Linked DNA regions of Mus musculus: all the other regions are linked to region 1. The links are chromatin contacts, called in public promoter capture Hi-C maps. All regions are on one chromosome and are shown on one strand. The core of a region is the stretch at or near the end of the contact, and the rest is flanking DNA. Distances in the headings are between cores, read along the strand shown.

Region 1 (4,299 bases), core at 1,103-3,602:
GTGACCTTCCCTGCATTGCTTATCTTCTAGGTAATGTTTTTGATACTTAGCATATGCTGATAAAAGCTCCAAGGACAGGTTTTATTAAGGAGCTTCAAGTGGCCATCTTGTTTGGCAAAAGTGGTTCCCTTCCACTTAGGATTTCTGGAGTCTAATCACTAGATTTTCAAGGTTGTTTTCTTCTTTTAAAGTCTGTTAAATAGAGGTGCTTAATGTGCCAACCACAAGTGGGTAAGTCCTATTGACTTGGTCCACAGGGATCTCCTTGCTCAATGTTGGGATACTTACTCCTGGGATCAGCTTCCAACTATTCAATGACTAGAACAGACACCCTCAGCAAACAAAGAAACCAGCCCAAGACACCAAGTAACAGCAGCTGCCAAAGAGACTCTGACTGCCTTGTGAGAATTGAGTGGACTGACCAACAAGTTTATATCTGGTTTAAGATACATTCTTTCAGCAGCAAAGGATGGAAATCTGTCCCTTTCCAAAATAGGACTGGGTGATAATTCCTTATAAAAGGATAATCCCGGTGGAGACAATTCCCCTTCCTGAGAGCAGAAGCCAATCTTCTAGGGCTCAATGAGGACAGCTAACCAAGTACCATACATCAGCAAATATCGTCAGCAATTACGGGATCTGTGGATTACACAGCTCACAATTTGCATCACGAGTTCTACAAGGAAACCAAGACACTGATTTACCTTTGCTTGCTATTTGCTCAGTTATTTTAGCTCACCAAATTCCCCTTTGGAAAAGGTGTCATTATTTTTGTTTTACAGTGTTGACCAACCTTTGGAATAGGGGAGGCAGATTTAATATGCCTAAGTATGTTATTAATACAAGTTGGCCAAGCTAGTCACTAATTATTCTGCCCATGTTTTTCCAAAGCTTAAGTAACACTTACCCAAAGTCACTGGTCATATGAAAGGTTTTAGTTCTGTAATACTCAATCTGTCTTCGGTTGAGTTTCCTGGTCTGCTCAACTTCACTTTACTGTTCAAAGACTTTTCTTTTAATCTCCCTGCATTTTCTTAGGACTTACATAATTTAATTGTTACCTCACTTTACCTCTATTTGTGAAGGGATCTATGCTTCAAGTTCTTGACTTTAAATGGATCCCTGGCCAAGCAATTTTTAATGACGATGAGTTGCTTTTTGTTGTTGTTGTTGCTGTTATTAAAGGTCTGCCCCCCCCTTTTTTTAATGTACTTACGTTGCTTACAGATTGCATGTTTATAAGACATTTAAGTAACTATGCAAGGAAGTCTCTAAATAGAAGTGCTAATAAATCACAAAATTCGGTACACAATAAGAGAGAGCACAACTTATGATTTCTCCGGCCTAATGTGCAGAAAAACAGGGAACAAAAGGCCTCAGTGTTATTGGAAAGCTGAGTTCTCCAAAGCAGGTAAAGGTCCTGTTTACCTGTCCTAGACAAGCGAGCAGAAAGGGTTTTCAGATAAAAGCTGCCCTTGTATGATCAGAAACAGCTGCACTCAGGCTTCACTTAGAAGCCTAGATTAAAAGGACACTGGAACAGGACTGAAGATCAACAAAAGGGGAAAGCTTAGCTTTTGACGCAAAAACTTACATCAGCCCTTGATAAAGCCGAAGATTCTTAATTTAAAAAGAAAAAGAAAAAAAAAAAGCTTCCCCTTAGCAAAAGCTAACCTTTCATTATCTGAGAATGAGCAGCAGTACAAAGGATGCATGTGATTTCGAAATGCCACAAACGAGCCAACTGCAGTTGCCAGAATCAGCAGTTTAGGGGTGTAACCTAAAAAGAAAGGGGGTGGGGGGAGAAGAAGAAAGGCTAGGAAGCAACTAGGCTTCACGTGCCTCGAAAGAAAAAAAAAAAAAAAAATAGGGACATTTCCTGGGTTCCACCGGCTAATCTCTGCGGAGAGCCTTCCCACACGTGGAAGTGCCCGTGGTGACGAGAATCCCTAGTCCCAGACTAGGGCCGGGCTCTGGAGCGGTGAGTCAGCCGCCCAGCGGTCATGCGACATCAATATGGAGTGATGACGGAGATCCCCGGGCGCAAGGGCCAAGGTAAACCGTTGGCCAGCGCGACAGAGCTATGGCCTCGGGCTACAGGGTTCCGCCCGCCGGAGAGGCGTTCCAAGTTGAGGCGAACTCGCGGCTCTAGCGACCGGAGCGTTTGGTGGCGAGGACCAGCCAGCACACCGCGCCATTCATCAACCGGTTCGCACCGGTGGCGGCTGCCCCGAGTGACGTCTGCGTCCCGGGCCCCGCCTCGAGCCGCAGGCGTCCCGCGCCGTGATTGGCTGCCGCCTGTGCGCACGTCGCGCCGGCTATAAAGGGGCGGACTTGTGACGCAGGGGCGCCTGGGCGCGCGCATTGGCTCTGGGCTGCGGCCGGCTCGGCGACGCTCCTCGGGCAGCTCACTGCATGGTCGTCTGGTGCCCCCGCCGCCTGCATCCCCGCCGCCGCCCCGCGACGCCCACCGCCGCCTGCCCTGCCGCCGCCGCCTGCGCCGCCTCGGGACCGGCTGTATGATTAGGCCACAATCTTCAATGAGTAGACATATTCCTGTGAGTACCGCGGGCCCGGCCTTTGTTAGAGCGAGCGACCGAGGAGGGAAAGGAGGGTGGCCGGGCGACCGAAACGCCGGCGGCGGGGCCCGGACCCGGAGCGACCGGCAGGGCAGCCCAGCGGCTTTGTGCGCGTGCCACCCTGCGGCCTTTGTTCCGAGAAGCCGCGCGGGCGTCGTGGACGTGGCCGGGGCGGGGCGGGGCTGCGGGGGGACCGGGACCGGGCGCCCGGGGCCTCCCAAGATGGCCTCGGTGGCCGCCCGCGCTCGCCACCGTGAACCCGTGATTGCGGACCTCGCGACTGTGCGCGCCGCTCAAGCCCGGGCTTGCCGATCGCCGCCGGGCTTCGGTAGTGGCGACCCGGTCGGCGGAGGGGGACTCTGACTCGGCCCCGAGGCGGGCTGCGCGTGGGGCGGTCCGCTCTTGGGCTGGAGCAACAGGAGCTGCTGGGCAGAACTGCGCGGCTCCTGTTGAGCGAGCAGCCCTGCACCATTCCACCGCTGGCGAGCTGAAATTTCCACGGTGTCGGAACGGTCTGTGCGGTGACCAGAGGTCTGGATTCCGGAGCTTAGGGGTCATGAATCCTATCCTGGCTTGCTTTTTTTAATTATTATTATTATTTTGCTGTTTGCTTCGTGCCGGCTAAAACGGTTGGAAAACCAGAAAATCGCGATCTGTTCCCGGAAGGAAACAGCGCTTGCACACGCGCTAGATTGGGCGCGTTACCTGAAACCTGAGTGTATTTGGAACAGAATTGGATAAAGCAGATGATCCCACAGACTGGTTTGATTCTAGAGTCTGACAGACTGAAGCTAATGCTACACACATACACACACACAAATGATCCTTTTTTTTTTTTTTTTTTTTTTTTGCTTATGGTGCATGCAATTAAAATGGGACGATCTCGTCGTGTATCTTGGCTGCCTATCATGTTGAGGTTTTGCCTGTGAGGGAGTGGGAGGATATTATTAAGAAGGATTTCGGTGGTCTCCACTGTTTTAACAGAAGTGTCCTCCAGCCACTGGGTGGCTCCACTCATTTCAAAGCAGTTCAGGAAAATTTTTTTCTTGCTGCCCTCCAGCTTCCTAATGGAACTCTTTAAAAGCTATATCGGACCTGTGTATGAATGTTCAATAAAGTGCCAAATTAACAAAAACAAGGAAGAAAAAAATTTAGGACCATTTTATATACACGGGCAAAAGATTTTTATATATGCAATATATATACATATGTATGTATTTATATATATATGTATATATATAAATAAATAATATTTTTGAGATTATTGGAGGGAGTCTGCTCTCTGAAGTATTAATCTTTACTGGTAATTTACACTGGGTTTTTTAACGCACTGAATAGATGTACTTTGTGAGGGCACGTGTCGGGAATAAGTTGTCTTGCTTGTGGTACCTCCTAGTAAATAAGAGTTTGGGGGATTAGTTCCTTTGTTTCACTATAAAAATAGTCAGGGAATTTTTGACTGATTTTTTTGTTTGTTTGTTTGTTTTTTTGTTTCAAGATTTTACTTGAGTAGTTTGCTCTGAAGGACAACGGTTGTCATTGAGTGTTCTTGTTACTAAGTGCAACTGCTTTTCTTTCCACCACAAACTGCCTAGAGTAGATAGACCTTAAAGGGTTTTGTTAATTCCCATTTTACTTCTATTGGGTTTATCTGAAAGGCTTTTATGCATAGACTCTGAAAAAGTATCGTATGACTATGAATATACTAGTTGGTGCTGGC
Region 2 (4,299 bases), core at 1,283-3,782, 230 kb before region 1:
ACATGTAGGAAAAAGGGAAAAAATAATGTATAAGAAATTAAATATATGTGCAGCATGTAATATATATGTGTATGATACTAGGCTAGAAGACGTGTGTTGAAGAAAATGCTAGGACTGTTATAGAACTGTCAGAAAGATACCATTTTAAAAACTATTGCAAATAAAAACATGAGACCTAATCCACAGGAGCTCTTAAAATGTTATAAGAGAAGGTGTTCCAGCCTATAATTAGAGAGAGAGAGAGAGAGAGAGAGAGAGAGAGAGAGAGATAGCATACTAACTAAATAACTGAAATATTGTCTTTAATGGCTAAAAATAGACATGTGCAATTGTGCAAAGGTATGTAGCACACAAAGAAACAAAATCATGTTTTTGATGTTTTTTTCTGATCACAACTGCTAAGAATTTGGCTGAATGTGTGGCTTCTTGGCACCAAAAACTAAGACTAATAACAGTCTGTGTCACTGACAATCCTGGCAGAGTGTGTTTGGGTTGGGGAAGAATCCACCCTAAGGGATTCCTGCACACACACCATCTGCCCATCCAAACTGGTGGAGGCTTTGTTCAGCTGCCGTGCTTTGGTTTGACTTCATGCTGCTGCTCATGTCAAGTGTCTAGTGGGGAGGCAAAAGCCTGCCCTGCTCTAACCCTTACTTAACAGAAAAAAGAATGTCACCCTCTGTCTTTTGTCCCCTTCTCAGATTTCTTTCTCTTCCTCAGATTATAATCACACATCTGAAACAATGAACAAGGGCTTTTCAGTGAAGATTATATGTTCTGCTATAGGGTGGTGGCGCTTTATTGTGTTTATGAAATAAGACCTTCTATCCAAATTGCCAAGGATTTTTCAAAGTCCAGCCTAGTGATGCATGCCTGTAATCTCACTACTGAGACACTGTAAGAAGAATAGTGCAAAATATGAGGCTATCCTGAGCTACATAGTTATCTCTGAGAAAGAGAAAGGAAAAATGGTGAGTGTGTGTTTTCACAAAGAAAGGTTGTCTCTTAAAAACTGTGCTTTAAAATCATATTGCAACCAATCAACAGTGGCACATGCCTTTCATGCCTGCACTCAAGAGGCAGAGACAGGTGAATCTCTCTGAGTTCGGGGCCAGCCCGGTCTATGAGTTCCAGGATAGCCAGGGCTACACAGAGAAACCCTTTCTTGAAAACCAAACAATAAAACTGTGTTGCTGATTTTGATCTTCCTAAGATTAACCAATCAACATGTGTTCTAGACACTTTCTATTGTGTAGGTCATAATACTTTCCATAGAAGCTGAAACTAGACTCTTAAACCAAAATAGTGAGAGCTGGGGTGGGAAACACGGTGCCTCTCCAGACTTAGAGCAGAGCATGAAGCTCCTGCCTAGGGAAGTGAAATGTAAGAATGAATGTGTCCAGAAGCTGATGCTATTTGTGTCAGTCCCACTCACTTTTCCTGAACCACCATGTAAAATTCACTTTCAGAGAAACATGTTCTCTACAAGTACACACCCAAACTCGGCGTTTTCTTCCCATGGCATGACACTGCAGGGTCCTACTCAGTGACTCTCCCTGCTTTGCACAGCTTTGGCCGGTTTCTGTGTAGAAAGTAGATTCATCCCCATCTCTGTCCCAAAGCCCACTGCTCATATTCATCATGTGTAGAGCATGCACAGTTCTCACACCGACTTTATCTCTTCTTTCACTGGATGGGAAAGCACAGATCCTGTCTGTTCTCTCTATGTCATCATCTCAGGCACTTTACACATAGTAGGTCTGTTTCTCAAATTAGATTTCCTTAATTTAGCTTACAGAAAAGCTTCATTCTTCTTAACAGAAACTTAATTCCAAAGACACACTGTAATATTTCCAAAAATGTTTTGTTGAAAATACAGTGCTAAAGATTTGGTTCCATACACATGAAGAAATGGTCCTAAATGAAGCATGTTCACAACTGGTTTCTTTACTATGTTCCTGACTCATTGAGTTCTATCACTGCCTAACACGTAATGGGTTTCAACAAAATTCACACACACACACACACACACACACACACACACATTCACATACACACACAAACACACACACAGTTACTTCTCACCTTTAATCATTTAACCCCTTTAATCATTTAACCCCAAAGCCATTCTTACAAAGACTAAGAATGTGACAAAATAAGCTTTAAGACACACAGACTATTCTCTCATTAGTAACCAAGATTGAAATAAAATTTTATGGTGTGTTTATTCTTCTAAACCCTGGTGCCTAATGAAGTTACTGTAAGTGATTGCTCAAACTAAGCACACTTCACTAGATGCAAGCTCCAAGGTGTTCAGTTGTTAAAAACTGACTGTGCGAAACAGGACACTTCTTCACAAACTTCCCGAAAGCATACACGTCAACCCACCGTGCCCTCATTCCCACTGATGCTCAGAAAAGTTGCAGTCATCAAAACCTTCACTGTCGATATTTTGGGAAATACTATTTTGATTCTTAGCTTCCTACCTCCTGTGCGAGGTCCCCTTCGTCGGTCATGTCAACTGTTTCTTACATAAATCAGCCGTGGCATCCACACTCCCTTCAGCAATGGCTTCAGGGTGCATTTATATGTAGACTTCTTACAAAGGCAGTGAATGATGAATTCCAGGAGGTTCTTTCCAGGGGGATCCAGCAGGTAATAAAAGATAAACACAGACTCTGTCATGCCCAAGGCACAGGATATGAGCCATGCCCTAGAATAGCCCAGCAGCAAATGCTCATTTATGCCTGACTCCCTGCAAACAAAGGGACACAAAGCTTAAAACTGTGTGACTTTTTTATTTCCCCTCCAACCTATTGATTCTTTGTTATGTAACAGTCGTGTTCTGGAATTAAATCTATTGTAATAATCAGGTGGAGAAACATTTTTTAGACAGCTGTGTTATCAAAGCCACAGACAAAAATACAAATAGAAAAACCAGGGCTCTGAAAGACATAGATTTGTACCATGCTTGTAATTCACATACTTTCTTTCCATGGTAGGGACCTTTTTGCCTCCAGGTTATGCTGACCCTTCATTCTATCACTATACTAAGGTATCTTTCTTTAGCCTTTCTAACACATCCCAGGCCATCCTCATTATCCTCATTGAAGAAGTCTGCAGCAACCCAAGCTCCACCAGAATCAATGGGGAGCACTTTCTCTAGAAGACTCAAGAGGGTAGAAATCCCATTTCCTCCATACCCCAACCACAACTACAGGTTGCTAGAACAAACAGAGAGAGTTTCTTCTGAATCAAGCCAAAGGCACCAGTGAGCGAGCATACAGAACTACAGCTGGGTACTGCTCTCCAGGTCTTCTGGGCTGGCAAAGCCTCTGCCATTCAGTCAGGCCAGAATCTGGCTTCAAAGGTCCCGTTTCATCAGAACAATGACCACTGTTCTTGTTTGTATTGCATGGCCCTGTGCTTGCCTGCTGGCAATGCCTGTGTTCTGTGCTGGCCACTCGGCATTTGGTCTTCATTTAGACCTAGCATTGAAACAGGTGCTCACTTGGAACAGCATCCTGAATGCCTTCCCCTACCTTATCTCCCCAAGAAAAATATTCCCCATCCCTTAGAGTGTTGACTTAACAGTGTGGCCTTGATCTCCTCCTGAACTGAGGTATTGCATTTTTATCATGCCTTGGGCCAGAGCCTCGCCTAGACTTCTTGTCAATTGTCTTCTCTTAGAATTATTCCTTCCAGGAACCAGAATAGGTGTCATTATTTCATAGAAAAATGTCTGCGAAAAACTCTGAGATGTCTCTTTATGTCAGAGGACAACTATCAAAGATGGGTTATGTATTAGATATAGTTTTCCATATTAAGCTGCTTACTTGTGGGAATGCACACAACACAGAGCATATGTGGTGTCCAGGGAGTAGCTTGTGGGAATCAGTCCTCGCCTGTGGATCAAAATGGGGTCCAGCGTCCAGCCCACCACAGGGCTAGGGCCACTCACGGAGGCAGACGACATGGTAAGGAGGATTAAGAGGGGGCTGGGGGGCTGGGGAGAAGCAAGGGATCATTGAATCAATTAACTGTTCCATGGGTAGTACAGTCTGAGGGTAATAACATCAGTTTTAAACAGCATTTGATTAATCTAGATAAACATCATATTTTCCTTACTATCATGTAACTTCCCCCAAGTTCAGTAGCCATTTGACTTTGGCAAAAGAGTTCATCTGTAGCTGGAAGGTCCCAAGTCTGTCCTCTATGGGTGGGGTTCAGTGCGTGTCTCTGGATCTCAGCATGTGTCTCAGGAGTCTTCAGTCAGATGAAGTGTCTGAAGGAAGGCAG
Region 3 (4,299 bases), core at 1,021-3,520, 200 kb after region 1:
AGCCAACTCCTCCAAACCTCCCAACCAAAAAAATCACCACCACCACCATCACCAACAAAAAACAAGCAAATAAGCAATTATCTAGGTATTAGAGTTCATGCCTATTCTTCTAGCATATAAGAGTACGAGGCAAAAGGATTTCTGTTAGTGTGAGGCCAAGTTTGTGCTATATAGTAAGTTTGAGTTAGCCTGGGATAGAGAGTGAGAGGCTAGCTCAAAGACAAACAAACAAACAAAAAGTCACCAAACAAACAAAAGACTGAATATGATTTGCTTCATTGTTCTCAAGCTATGCTGCTGATGGGGTAAACATGTTCATGCAACAAATTGAATTTATTGTCCCTGTAAATAGATGTTGATGGTGTTTTCTGAATTCAGTAAACCCCCAGGTAGCACAAGGATGGGCATAGTTGATCTCTACTTCCTTGCTAATTTAATTTCTGGCTTATCGATTGCTTCTTTTTAGTTTCCTCCTTTAAAAAAATCAACAATGACAACAACTTATTATCAGAGGAGGTGTCCAAAAGAATTTAAAGAGACATTACCAAATGGACCTAGAGAACATAAGGGACAAATATCCCACCCCATCCCCTTCCTCCTTTTGTGCTGTAGACTGAAGGGGAGGAGTTACTAAAGCTGCCGTGGGAGCTTCATAATTGAGCGGACATTTATTGCTAGCACGCCAACCCTTTGTGTCCATATTTGAGATAGTATGGATGATTGTGAAGCGTTTATGTTTTTGAAAGAACAAAACTAAATTTCCATCCAATTTTCCTGCTATTACAATACAAAGACACAGAACGAAGGCATTGTGATGGTTGAAGTAAGTGTGTATTGACGGTTCCACTGGCAAGGACCCAGTGTGATAAGGTCTGAGGGAGAAAGCTGAAGGAGCTATGGATGAACAGTTAAGTAAGTGGGAATATTAGTAAAGTGACAGAAGAAATTTATGGACTTGGAGTCAAAGCAGAGGTGTTGCAGGTTGGTGAACAAGATCCCAATGGATGACCATCTTACATATCCTGAAGTATGGTGGTGTTACATATCAGAACAATATGAATTGAGTAATGTAGGATTACAGAAATATCAACTGCTTTTATAGCATATTCAGTGTTTCTATGTTACAGGATGCCTAGAAATCTGAGATAAACTTTTAAGGGACAGTCTTTTGTTATCTTAAGGTTTGTGTAGACTCTGATAAAACTACCTGTTTTGTGATCTCACCCTTATGTTCTGAACCTCCAAAGCTTTGCAAAGCATTTAGAGCTGGACACAGTCTTAGCCAGGATGTTCCTCCATTTGACTCTGCACGCAAATGGTACCACAGAACATTTGCCTTACAGAATTAAATTATTAAAATGTATGCAATGCAAACTGGCTGTTGCTATGGTGAAACCAAGATGCTGACCTGATTTATAGCCATGCTAAAGAATTGAAGGTGTGGCAAGGTTGACAGTAACAGCAAAGAAAATGCTGAGCTCAGAGCATCCAAGAATGGGGGAGGATGCCTTTCCTATGGCTACACGTAGCATAATTTTTTTTTTATCTCTTGGGCAACAGGCAAATCTGGATCTTTTGTGTAGTCAGAGAGGGGGCCATGAGATAAAGGGTTGGAAATGCCTGCTTGTGAATGCACTTGAATTTGCACAGGACAGGACCACTTGTGCTTTCTGGCAGTGTAGCAACAATGCAGGAAGTGTGTGTGTACAGGATTTCCTCTCCACCTTTCCTTTTAGTCTCAAATCAGCCTCTATGAGATGGAGTTCAGCCCCAAGGCATGATTGCCTGTGCATTTCTTGTATAGATGTGAAAAATGGGAAAGAGGACTGCAAGGATACACACACACACACACACACACACACACACACACACACACACACATCATGTGTATGTATATCATGCACACACATAAACATGTATATATTTGCCATTTCTAACTATGAGCACTGGTTAAATGTGACAGACAGGTTTATCTGTTGGTAAGGTGAGTTACCTTATCTTAAAACAGATGAAACTTAGATGACTTATAGTCCAGGCTGTTTAATTCCACAAAAAATAAGCTTTGATCAACTTGAAATCAGAAGCAGGAAAATCTTCATGATTTCCAGACATTCTGCTATGAATATAGAAGAAATAATGAACATTTATTTATGGGAAAATTGGAAAACGGCCATGTGCTGTCAGTTATGTTTATAAAATGTGGAGTTGAGAGATGCATTGCATTGTAGTCATGGTTACCATCTCAGAGATGCATTGCATTGTAGTCATAGCTACCATCTGAGAGATGCATTACATTGTAGTCATGACTACCATCTGAGAGATGCACTGCATCGTGGTCCTGTCTACCATTTGACAAATCATCTATCAAGAACCTTCTTTCTGACCACTTTGTAGCGGAGTTCTTGAAGTGATAGGCTTGGCTAATTCCTTTCTGTGATACTCCCCTGCCCCATTTCATTTTTCTTTCTTTTTATTACTATTGTTGCACTGTGGATGACATTTATCTCATTTTTCTCATAGAAGAACATCAAGCTGTATTTATGTACCCTTATTTCTATTACAGTTAATAACTGAAGGCTTGTAGCAAACAAGAACTTATTCAGCATGAAATATGAGACAACCTATCATAATTATTGCAGCATGGAACATGCTGGTGACTGATGGAAAACAATGAGCATAAACTACAATGTACATAGATCAGATTTACAGAAAGTTGTGCTTTTTTTTTTTCTGAAAAATTCCATCACAGTATTGAATTTTTAAATGCAGATTACAGGTGAAAATTTTAACTTACTTTCCAAAGAAGTAAACAAGGCTAGCCACCTGCATTCTGTCTAACTTCACTATGATCCAGATAAATCTATGCCCACAGAGTCTTATTAGCTAACCAGGGTTGTCTCTGTACAGAGCACTTTCCAGTTGTGGAAGAATCAATAAACATGTAATATTGATTTCTTTTATAGTACATAGCATCTGGGTAGCGCAGATAGGGATATGAAAGAAATTGAAACATGGCTTGTCTTGATGCAAGTTAAAATTATTCTTTCTGCGAGACAACACCATGAAATTACCACTCCAGTGGGACCTTTATTTCTATGATTCAAAGCAGTGATTATGAATGATCTCAAACTATAGTGTGAAGACTGCAATTGGCATACAGCTTTATGGATGTGCAGTGTATGAAGAAAGGCTGAATTCACCATCTTGTGTGGTGTTGTGTTGGGAGAGAGGAGGTCCAGAGCAGGCACTGCAGGCAAGAGAAAGCTGCAAAAGTGAGCTAGGTCTCAGAACTCACTGCACTGACTCATTACAGACACAATTATACTGAGGATGAGCTGAGTCTGAGGTGGGAGAGAATGTAGGATGGAAAACACACTAAAGGGGACATTTCTCTGGCTGCAGTCATTGCATGAGATTTATGCTTTATGTGTTTTAGATTTTCTATCGTTTGTGCGTTTATTTTAATTCAGTGATATATATATATATATATATATATATATATATATATATATATATATGCTCGTTTCTGATATGTGCCACTTGCTGCATACACAGAACATTGTTCCTGAACTGTGGCTCACTGTTGTTAGGTAACACAATTTAAAAACATGTATCTCCTCTTCCTAAATGTCTGACAAAAATTTTTACTATAACAAGGATCATGTATTTTTGCATTCATTATTTCAAAAATGGTTGGGTAGAGACTTGCTATTGACATTAAAATGAAAGACAGTGATTTTTTGTTCTCAAAGGGATTTAAATAGTAATAGTAAAATATGGTAATTTTTTTAAAACCAGCGAATCACACTGAGATTAATTAATACAAATTTTTGGAGGGACTAAAGATGTCAAGAAAGCATGGTAGTTTGAGCTGAGGCTTAAAGGATAGAAGTGCCTTGGAGCACTTCAGTGAAGTGAGGTCTAGGGGGCTGGAGCAGGCTGTTTAAGAGCAAAGCCATGGGGCACAGTGACATACCACAGGGTGTGCACAGCTGCCAGTATCAGCAAAGTAGGGTAAGCAAAGGAAAATGAGACTTCAGATGAACAGCGGCTGAACAGAGGTCTTTGTGCAAAGGGGATTAGGTGATCTGTTGTGGTGATTCAGGTTGGTTAGGTAAGAGGTGATTGGCCTTGGTTAAACCTGTTATTCTGTAGCACATCGGAAGCTAGAGTGGATGAAGGACCTGGCTGAGCAGGGATATAGGACCTAGTTGAGCAGGGATATTGCAACAACATGAGGCAGATGAGCCAGGAGCAACAAGGATGGAAAGAAGGTGCAAAAAGATCTGGGACTAAAAT

What was found. Promoter capture Hi-C pulls out the DNA fragments that hold promoters and counts their contacts.
Region 2: a contact with region 1 is called in a promoter capture Hi-C map of liver. The contact joins the promoter of Lgsn here to the promoter of Ptp4a1 in region 1. A contact is called at or near these places in 12 of 39 promoter capture datasets (the 3T3-L1 cell line, the C10 cell line, cranial neural crest and 9 more), 6 of 115 datasets of contacts at active chromatin or transcription factors (bone marrow-derived macrophages, embryonic limb bud, embryonic stem cells and 3 more) and 2 of 9 other capture datasets (adipose tissue and embryonic stem cells).
Region 3: a promoter capture Hi-C map of hippocampal neurons shows a contact between it and region 1, with 2.5 times the contacts expected there. The contact joins the enhancer-like site here to the promoter of Ptp4a1 in region 1. A contact is called at or near these places in 3 of 39 promoter capture datasets (the C10 cell line, hippocampal neurons and liver), 7 of 115 datasets of contacts at active chromatin or transcription factors (embryonic forebrain, embryonic stem cells, epiblast stem cells and 1 more) and 2 of 9 other capture datasets (embryonic stem cells and pancreatic islet).

The regions. Positions count from the first base shown.
Region 1 is chr1:30,947,808-30,952,106 of GRCm38.p6, reverse strand. It overlaps Ptp4a1 (protein tyrosine phosphatase 4a1), which reads left to right and starts at 2,352. Exons shown (of 6, transcript NM_011200.2): 1 at 2,352-2,558. It overlaps LOC115487084 (a long non-coding RNA gene), which reads right to left and starts at 2,236. Exons shown (of 1, transcript NR_164183.1): 1 at 769-2,236.
Region 2 is chr1:31,174,668-31,178,966 of GRCm38.p6, reverse strand. Lgsn (lengsin, lens protein with glutamine synthetase domain) reads right to left here and starts at 2,532. Exons shown (of 5, transcript NM_153601.1): 1 at 2,487-2,532. The coding sequence starts at 2,516. The region is part of intron 2 of 4931428L18Rik (RIKEN cDNA 4931428L18 gene); the gene reads left to right.
Region 3 is chr1:30,749,277-30,753,575 of GRCm38.p6, reverse strand. No RefSeq gene overlaps it. Among named protein-coding and RNA genes, the nearest start is that of Gm39615, 51 kb to the right of the region's middle. Within about 2 kb of position 2,270, at least 11 of the 459 cell types and tissues checked have an H3K27ac peak or open chromatin away from gene starts, as enhancers often do. A contact at or near this core is called in hippocampal neurons, where this site is marked.